Regions from separate parts of the Hordeum vulgare genome. Here region 2 is linked to region 1. A link is a contact called in public Hi-C data. All regions are on one chromosome and are shown on one strand. Each heading gives the region's core, a stretch centred on a gene start, on an enhancer-like site or on the middle of the called end of the contact. The rest is flanking DNA. Distances are from core to core; before and after follow the strand shown. Region 1 has its middle 14 kb from the start of LOC123411269. Region 2 has its middle 4.8 kb from the start of LOC123414357.

Evidence for each region. A called contact is a pair of places that touch in the nucleus more often than the background predicts.
Region 2: a contact with region 1 is called in a Hi-C map of leaf, with 6 times the contacts expected there. The contact joins two enhancer-like sites. A contact is called at or near these places in 3 of 6 Hi-C or Micro-C datasets (leaf and an unstated tissue).

Annotation. Positions count from the first base shown.
Region 1 is chr7H:564,357,218-564,361,317 of MorexV3_pseudomolecules_assembly, reverse strand. No RefSeq gene overlaps it. Among protein-coding and RNA genes, the nearest start is that of LOC123411269, 14 kb to the right of the region's middle. Within about 2 kb of position 1,622, at least 3 of the 3 cell types and tissues checked have open chromatin away from gene starts, as enhancers often do. A contact at or near this core is called in leaf, where this site is marked.
Region 2 is chr7H:564,552,898-564,556,669 of MorexV3_pseudomolecules_assembly, reverse strand. No RefSeq gene overlaps it. Among protein-coding and RNA genes, the nearest start is that of LOC123414357, 4.8 kb to the left of the region's middle. Within about 2 kb of position 1,844, at least 1 of the 3 cell types and tissues checked has open chromatin away from gene starts, as enhancers often do. A contact at or near this core is called in leaf, where this site is marked.

The sequences.
Region 1 (4,100 bases), core at 373-2,872:
CGTCTGGTTTGCGTACACCAGAGCAGATAGAACCAAACAGAATTAGCTACGTAGCAGAGAAGCGCGGGTGGTTCGGATCTGAGAATCCCCGGGAAGGTACTGTACAACACAACGACCGGAGCAAAAGTCATGGGGGCAGCGCGTGATTTGGCGCATCCACTGGCAAGCAATCAGGAGGCCGCAAATGTGCATCCATTGGGCATTGCCGTGTATGCCCAATGGAATGTTTTGGATTCTGTTGGCACCCTCCACATGACAGCCTCGCATGGAATGTTTTGCCCTCTCGCGTTCCGAACGCCAAGGGCCTCCCTCCCACCGTCCTACTCCTACGTAGTCGGGCAGCACAACGACACAAGTTGCCAAATCATTGCCATTCGTTTTTCTTTCAGCGGGAGAATCATTTTCAGTTCAGTTTGCTGAACCATGCTCACACGAAGCCAAGCCAAGCCATTTTTGTCCCAACACACGGATCTGGTGCGGGGTGGATGCGGCAGGAAGAGATTTTTTTTTCTTTATTTTTGTCCCCACCTAAGTCTAACCCAAAAAAGCACCTTTTAGGTGGGTTAGAGTTTTTGGATGGGTTAGATGCACCAAAAAAGCACCAAAAAATCTAACCCTACCTGTTTGGATTTTTGAGGGTTAGATTGCTCAACTTAAACCCAATCTAATTCTAACCCTAAGATTCAAATAGGGCCATTGAATTTTTAAATAGACAGAGACGGAGGAAATAATGGCACCACTGGCGAGGGCGACCTTGGGAACTTGCAAGCGAGACCGTAATTACTCGCCCTTGACCGACCCAGCAACGTCACAGGTCTTGGTCGCAAGCTGTAGTACGACTACGAGCACGGGTAGGGCGATTCCTGCCCCGTCCAATCACACACGAATCTCCAGGTGGAAAACCAAAGCTTCTGCTCCTCCTTCGTCAGCCAGCCCCGCAGTCCGGCCCGCCCGGTCGAACCTGGGAGGCCCCACGCTGCGCGTTTCAGGGAACACCAAAACCGGCCCGGGACCCACACCGCACCACGCAGCAAGTGCCGTACATGCTCCTACTTATTCTTCGCATTACCGTATGTACTCCTAGGAGTACTGTATGATCTTTGTGATTGGTACGTGCGTGCTTGTATTCTACAAACACATTCGAAATTGTGCTACTCCTATGCTGAATGCGCATTTCCCAGTTTTAGTGCGGGTTTTTATTATGGGTAAAGTACCCAAACTGCCCACGTAAATGATTGTGCATGTGAAGTGGCTATATCTATTACTACTCCAATCATCCATCCAATTAAGCCAAAACCCAAGTCTCTACTAATAAAACATGGTGCACCACCGTCGGTCCATTATTTTCTGGCGTGTTCGTTGTCGTGCGCTGTCCGAGAGAGTCAGAGAGCAGTTGCGCCGATGTGTTTTACCGTCCTTGCCGGTCCCGAAATAACATTCGCAAGATGGAGCAGACTGCTCATTTTTATCACCGTGGGCCAAAGTTCATGCAGATCCAGCCCAACGAGTAGTAGTGGTAGAAAATAAATCCTGTCGCTCTCCCAGGCCCGACACGCACTGGGCAGGTGACAGCGTCAGCGGCATAATTGTATAACCCCGCCGTTTTCCAGGGGTCGTGTTTACAAGTGGCAGCGATTAGCTACGCCATTTCTGGTGGTTTAAGTACGGATTAGGAGTCCAGTCGCTGTCCCGGCGTACGTACGTACTCCGTTGTTTTTGCCCCTTCTAATCGTCCGTGTAGACCCTCCTGATGATTCCACATCGCTGGCCAAGCGTAGCACGCTGTACTACTACTACCACTATTATCTGAGAATCTGATGGTGAAATTTGGTACAGTAGCACTGCAAATCCATCAGCTCGAGACTTTGGGCAAGCGAAGGTCAGCGTGTTCCGCGTGACCCTCGCTCCCGACGCAACGGGTTCTGCGTGCTTGGCTCGACATTTTTGTGGCCTGCGCTCCGCGCTTTGCAACGGAAAAGCCGCGGTACTTTCGACGATAATTCAGTCACTGGACGGAAAGTGTGGGTGTTCTGGGCACGCGGGCAGGGAGAAAGGGATCCGCGAAGCCACCGTGATTGCGCTCGCGCGCGGGTGTGTGTGTGTGTGTGGTGTGGTGTGGTGTGAGTGATGATGTGTGCGGCTAATCTTTTTGCAAATTCGAGCCGCCGTGGCCGTCCCAGGTCACACGGGTGACCGCGGGACAGAATGATATGTCTGGTGTGTCATCCTGTCTCCTTGTTTGTACCAAGTGATAATGGATAAAATCGACCATTTGATAAGATTACAATCTCCTTGTTTGGAGTATAAAATATGGAGTAACTTAGATCATCTTTAACGGCGATCCGTAAACACCTTCCTTATCTTTGTCTGACGGCTGACTCATACTTGCACAGGAGCCGCTCACCTCCTGTTGTACCGTGCGAAGGGCCTACTTGGTCGCCTTTGAAGGTGCCCTTGCCTCTGATGACGGAGCAGTTGCTAAGTGACCACTCTTTGTCTATCTTGATGAGCTCATCGTCAAGGCAGCGGCGGTGCCTGGCGGTCAACTCCGCGGTGGTAACGTAGCGGTCGAGCACCCACTCCGCGGTGAGGTACTGATCGTTGCAAACCAATTCTGGCGCCATGTTTGTCTTTGCCGCGGAGCGGCGACCGACATTGCGGCGGTCGTACCCCGCATGATGTCGTGACGTGCGCTCGTATTCGGATATCATGGCCCGAGAGCCGAACGCACCACTGCCTTCGAGGTAGTGAAGGATGAGGCCACGCGTCTAGGTGACCGAGGAGGGCACCCCCTCCTTTATCGGGTGACACAGGCTTCGTGGTGGCGAGGAGGGCTCTGCTCTGTTCAGAAGGGGGGTGCGGATTTGTTCGTCGTTGGCGCACGACTTAGATATCCGCGACTAGATCAGACGGAGGGGCAGCTAGCCCGCTTCAATGCGGTGCATCGACCGGAACTCATTTCTCGGGACGCGGCGTCTACATTGAAGCGGCAGCGTCCTGGAGGTTGCGTCCGCGTGTGTCGTCTTTTCCGATCATATCACAAATATTAATGCCCTTATGCTTCTGGTCTTTAAAAATTGATTGTGAATTGGCTTGAGGCTCCTCACAATGTCGTGTGTGTGTGTATAGTCGACAGGAACTTGCAAAGGATGGTGGGCATAAAATGCGACTCCATCTAAGGGGTAGGGCTAGGGTTTTGTATTCATTAATCTGGACCACGGTAATCTAGTTTTTAATGTAAAATGACTCAAAGCAATAAATGAAGACATCAATATGATTACTACTCCCTCCGTCACGGTTTAGAAGGCACAGTTAAACTTGCGTGCGTTTCCAAAATAGACAAGATTTAAGACGCGATAGTAATTACTCCTATATTTTGAGACGGAAGAGTAATATCTAAAAAGGTAAATAATTAGGAACGAAGGGAGCAGAAGCTGGCCAAAAACAGCTCCAACAACTTCATATACGCGATTTTTTTACGGTTCCAGTATAATTTATGCAATATTAAAAATGTCGTAGCGAACCATCTTGTGATTGGATGGTTAGAGGGACCGTGATATTTTCAGCCCATCGGGGTTCAAATAGTAGTGATCGCATTTATTACTGGATTTATTTTATGAATTCCGGTGACGCGCAGTTAGTGGGAGAAGAAGTTTCCGTTATCGACGAGATACGTATGATAACTTCATAAATTTTAAAATGATAGGCCGGTTCAGTCTTTTAAAGTTGTTCATAGGTATAGAATACTTACGTGTGTACTGTGTTAAAAAATACCTAAAAATGTGGCATTGACGCGCAAGGTTGCACGCACTCTCCCTCCGCGCCACCGTCTCCTCTTTGGGAACCTCGTCAGCGTGCCATCGTCGTAGGCACTAAGCTGCAGCCAACGCCCTCTTTGCCGACCATCGCCAAAAACTGCTTTTAGAGCAAGTTTTCATGAAAACTGAGAAAACACATGGCCTCTGAATTTCCCCTAAATTGCAGTAACACCCCATGAACCGGTTAGAGCAAGTACAATAGGATGACGTAGGCGGGCTGTAAGACTTAAAATAATATATTTGTGATGAGTTGAAAGAGAGAGAAGATGAGAGAGAAGAGAA
Region 2 (3,772 bases), core at 595-3,094, 200 kb before region 1:
CCGGCGAGCTTCCTCGTTCGGGAGACCGAGGAGTACGACCGTCGGCATGGCTCGTCCTCGGTCGCGGGCTCGTCTTACGCCGGTAGCTCCTCCTCTTCCGGCGCGCGCCCTCTCCCTGTGAAGAGGCAGTGGTCGGAGGAGCCGGAGGACGTCGTCGCCGTCAAGGAGGAGCGCGAGGAGCTCGGCCGCCGCGGAGTCATCGGGCCGGAGGACTTCGTCGCCGACGTGGACGCGGTTGCGGCCGCCATTGCCGAGCGTAGCTTGCACGAGGAGGCGGAGCGCCGGCGCCACGACGAGGAGATCGAAGACCTCCAGTGGCGGCAGGCGGTCGAGGCCAACCTCGCCGCCAAGGCGAAGGACGACGAGTGACGGCGCATCCGCGAGGAGCAGAGGGCGATGTACATCGATCTCTGCAGCTCCGGCGAGGAGGACTGAGCTCGTACTGATGTAGTATGTAGTATGTAATATTTGTAGTATGTAGTATGAACTTTTCGGGAAACTATATTTTCAAATTATGCAGTTTCATGTATGGTTTCTGCTCGACCACGCTCATTTTCGACCCGTAAACGAGATCTTAGTGAAACTGCAAACGCGTTCTGCGGGTCGAGATTTTGCGGGGTCTGCTAGAGTTGCTCTAAGGTTTGTATTGTAAAAATGCAGCCGGGCAAGTTTCTACAGTGCCCATGTCTGTCTCTTGGCAGGTATAATCACACTGCATTGTCTCTGAGAAAAGATAACCACACTGCTTTGCGTAGGAAAAAGGTAATTACACTGCACATGAAAACGAATCTGACCACAACAGAGATCTAATTCTATCCTGCATTATCTCGATCGATCTTCCGCGCCAAAGCATTCAGGAATCGATCACATCCCTCAGATCCCCAATCGTCTACGCGAGAAGCACCAGACCAGGGAGGTGCATGCACTTGTGCAAGCATGGATGACGACTCATCGGCAACCTCCAAAGTCTCAAAAATGGACAAACGATCCCGGCTTAGTCGGCGGCCACCAAATCCGATTCCCCGGCCATATAGATGCCCTATCGATCCTCCTCCAGCACGCCTTTATGCTGCGCATGTGAGTGGAGAAACAAAATGGGCACGACATGTTGGTGTCAACTCAACTCAAGTCCAGTCATTAGTCTTTGGGAGTATGTATACTCGGACCAGTCTCTCACACGCATGAAAGTTAGGCACGGAGTTGGCTATCTGGAAGCATTGCCATGCTTAGCCAATCCGTTTAGGGAAGTTCGTTTCGCCTACGGTTCACTCACACGCGATCTCCTTTGCTGAATTTGTGATCGTCTCTGCGAGGGGAAAGGAAGTGTGACCGCCTCGTGATTATAGAAGGCTGCACCCGCACGTTTCGAGCAGAGATGCTGAGCATGAAGCCATTTCTAAAGCGGCATAAAAGTATATTGCACCCAATGCATGAGAAGACACCACTTGATCTCCCAGAATGCGCACAACAATTTCGAGATCAAAGTGGAATGCGATCCGCCATTCTGCCACAGCCAACGGAGTTACTAGCAACTCTGATCACAAGTATATATACGGTTCACTAACAAAAGAACCTGAACCCAAGTAGCAATCCGGATAAGTAAACATCACGTCAAATCAAACCAAATCTGGAAGGTCGTCCAGTAATTCGGTTCTCTTTCTTTCGCTCCTTTTGGAACCCGTTCGTCCAGCGACCGAGGCCGAGCGCGTCGACGGAAGGGAGCACGTCGTTTTTCAGTAATGTCTCTGGCCCGTCGGCAGAAGTCGACAGAGGCATGAAAACAACAGTGCTACATGTATATACGACATGCTCTCCCCATCGGAGGTCGAGTTCTCCTTTTCACCGTGGATCGGTCGCGATCACCTCGTGCGGTTCTGTGTCGCTGTTGCTGCAAATCAAGCTGTTGTTCCACCAACAAGTTTCCGCATCGATCGATCTCCCCCGCCGCTTTGCTCATCGATCGATCTCCCCAGCCGCTTTGGTCATCGATCGATCGCCTCTCTCTTTCCAACTAAACTGGGCATGTATTAACTAGTTGATGTTGTGTTAATCAAGTGATTCATGTGATCACTCCATCAAATATAAAAGTGTTAAACACTATATGAACTAGGCGATACCCGTGCGTTCATACGGAATCAGTTGCAATATATTTCAATATATTTAGATTGATAACAGGAGAACCAAAATTAAAAACACACATGACTGAGTAGTTGTAAAATATTTAGTGAATATAAGCAGAATAATAGAATAAAAAGATATTTTCCCCATGCATAGTTGCCTGTGGTGGTGGGTCTTTTTTCAAGGGTTGCATGTGGAGGTGGGTCTTATCCCATCCATAATTCTAAGGCACTTATCTGTACCGGCGCGTCGGTCGAAACTTTCTGCCGGTCGCATGCGAGCCGTTAGATCCGCTAGATCGAATCCTGTTTAACCGTCAGATCTGTTCATGCAGCAAAAATCGTCGATGGTAGCAAAAACAAGCAGCGATGTAGCAAATTTCGACCACGGATGCAACAAAAACATGGTTGTAGCAAAAAATATCAATGTAGTCGTAGCAAAAAAAGACGTTGATGATGTTTGATAGCAAAATAAAATATGGGTTGTAGCAAAACAATTCGGTGAACTCGGGTTGCAACTCTCACGAACGTGTATGTATCTTTTTTAGTGAACAGTTATAACAAAATAATTAATACCGGTTGTAGCAAAAATAAACATTGATTGCAGCGAAAACCAAAAAAATAGTCGTCGTCGTCGCAGCTCCGCCACCATAGATGTAGCAAATTCAATCGCCGGTAGTAGCAAAAATCACCAAGGATTAGAGTAAAAACAGAAAAAATGGTCGTTGTTGTTGCAGCTCCGCCACTATGGATATTGCAAAATCACTGTTGGTAGTAGGATAAAAATTTAATAACAGTTGCAGCAAAAAATAATGCCTCGAAGCAGAGGAAGGGGGTCGCTCGTACGACCCGCACGGGACCGGCCGAACATTTCGGCCGGTGCGCCGTCGAAAAACGTTTCCCATAATTCTATAATGATGTGACATGCTAGCATGTTAAGATAAATAAGTTAATGGAGATGAACCTTTTAAGTATATAGGATGACACCGCATTCATATGCCCCCGGTCTACTGAGGCCGGACCCTCCCCCGCTCTGCGCCGCTGGCCACCCCGGCCGCGGCGGCCACCACCTGCAGTCTCCATGACGCGCAGGCCTCCAGCAAGATCCGCCGGTTCTTCCCCTGCTCGACGCGGACGCAGCCCCTCCCGCGCGCCCGTCGGTCTGTCGGCAGTCCTCCTGACGGCCCGCGACAACGTCTGTCCAGGCGATCCGTCGGCTGTCGCTCTGCCGCGAGGCCCGACGCCGGCCTCAACCCGCGCCGACAGCTCCAGCACCCCTTCGCCCGTCGGTCCGCTTGCCGCTTCCTCCCGGTCGCCGCGCGGGCTATCGCCGGATCCCTCCTCCCCACCGCAGATCTGGTTGCGGGGGGAGTGTTCCCGCGTTCGGTCCGGAGAGGAACAGGAGGCTGCCTTTAACTGCCTAGCCGCGCCGCCTACTCCTGCAGGTAAGTCGCCCGTCCATCCTTCTGGTACGTCGCCGTCGGTCGCTTCTCCCGGTCTCCCGGAGCTCCCCATGCCGAGACCACCTCCCAAGCTCAAATCAATCATAGTCACATTAGATGGAGAGGACCCTGATGAGGGGGGGGGGCCCTGGAACCAGGTCTCCTACCAGAAACCACGGCGCCACGCGCACGGACCGGCGGACCGTCGAGCTC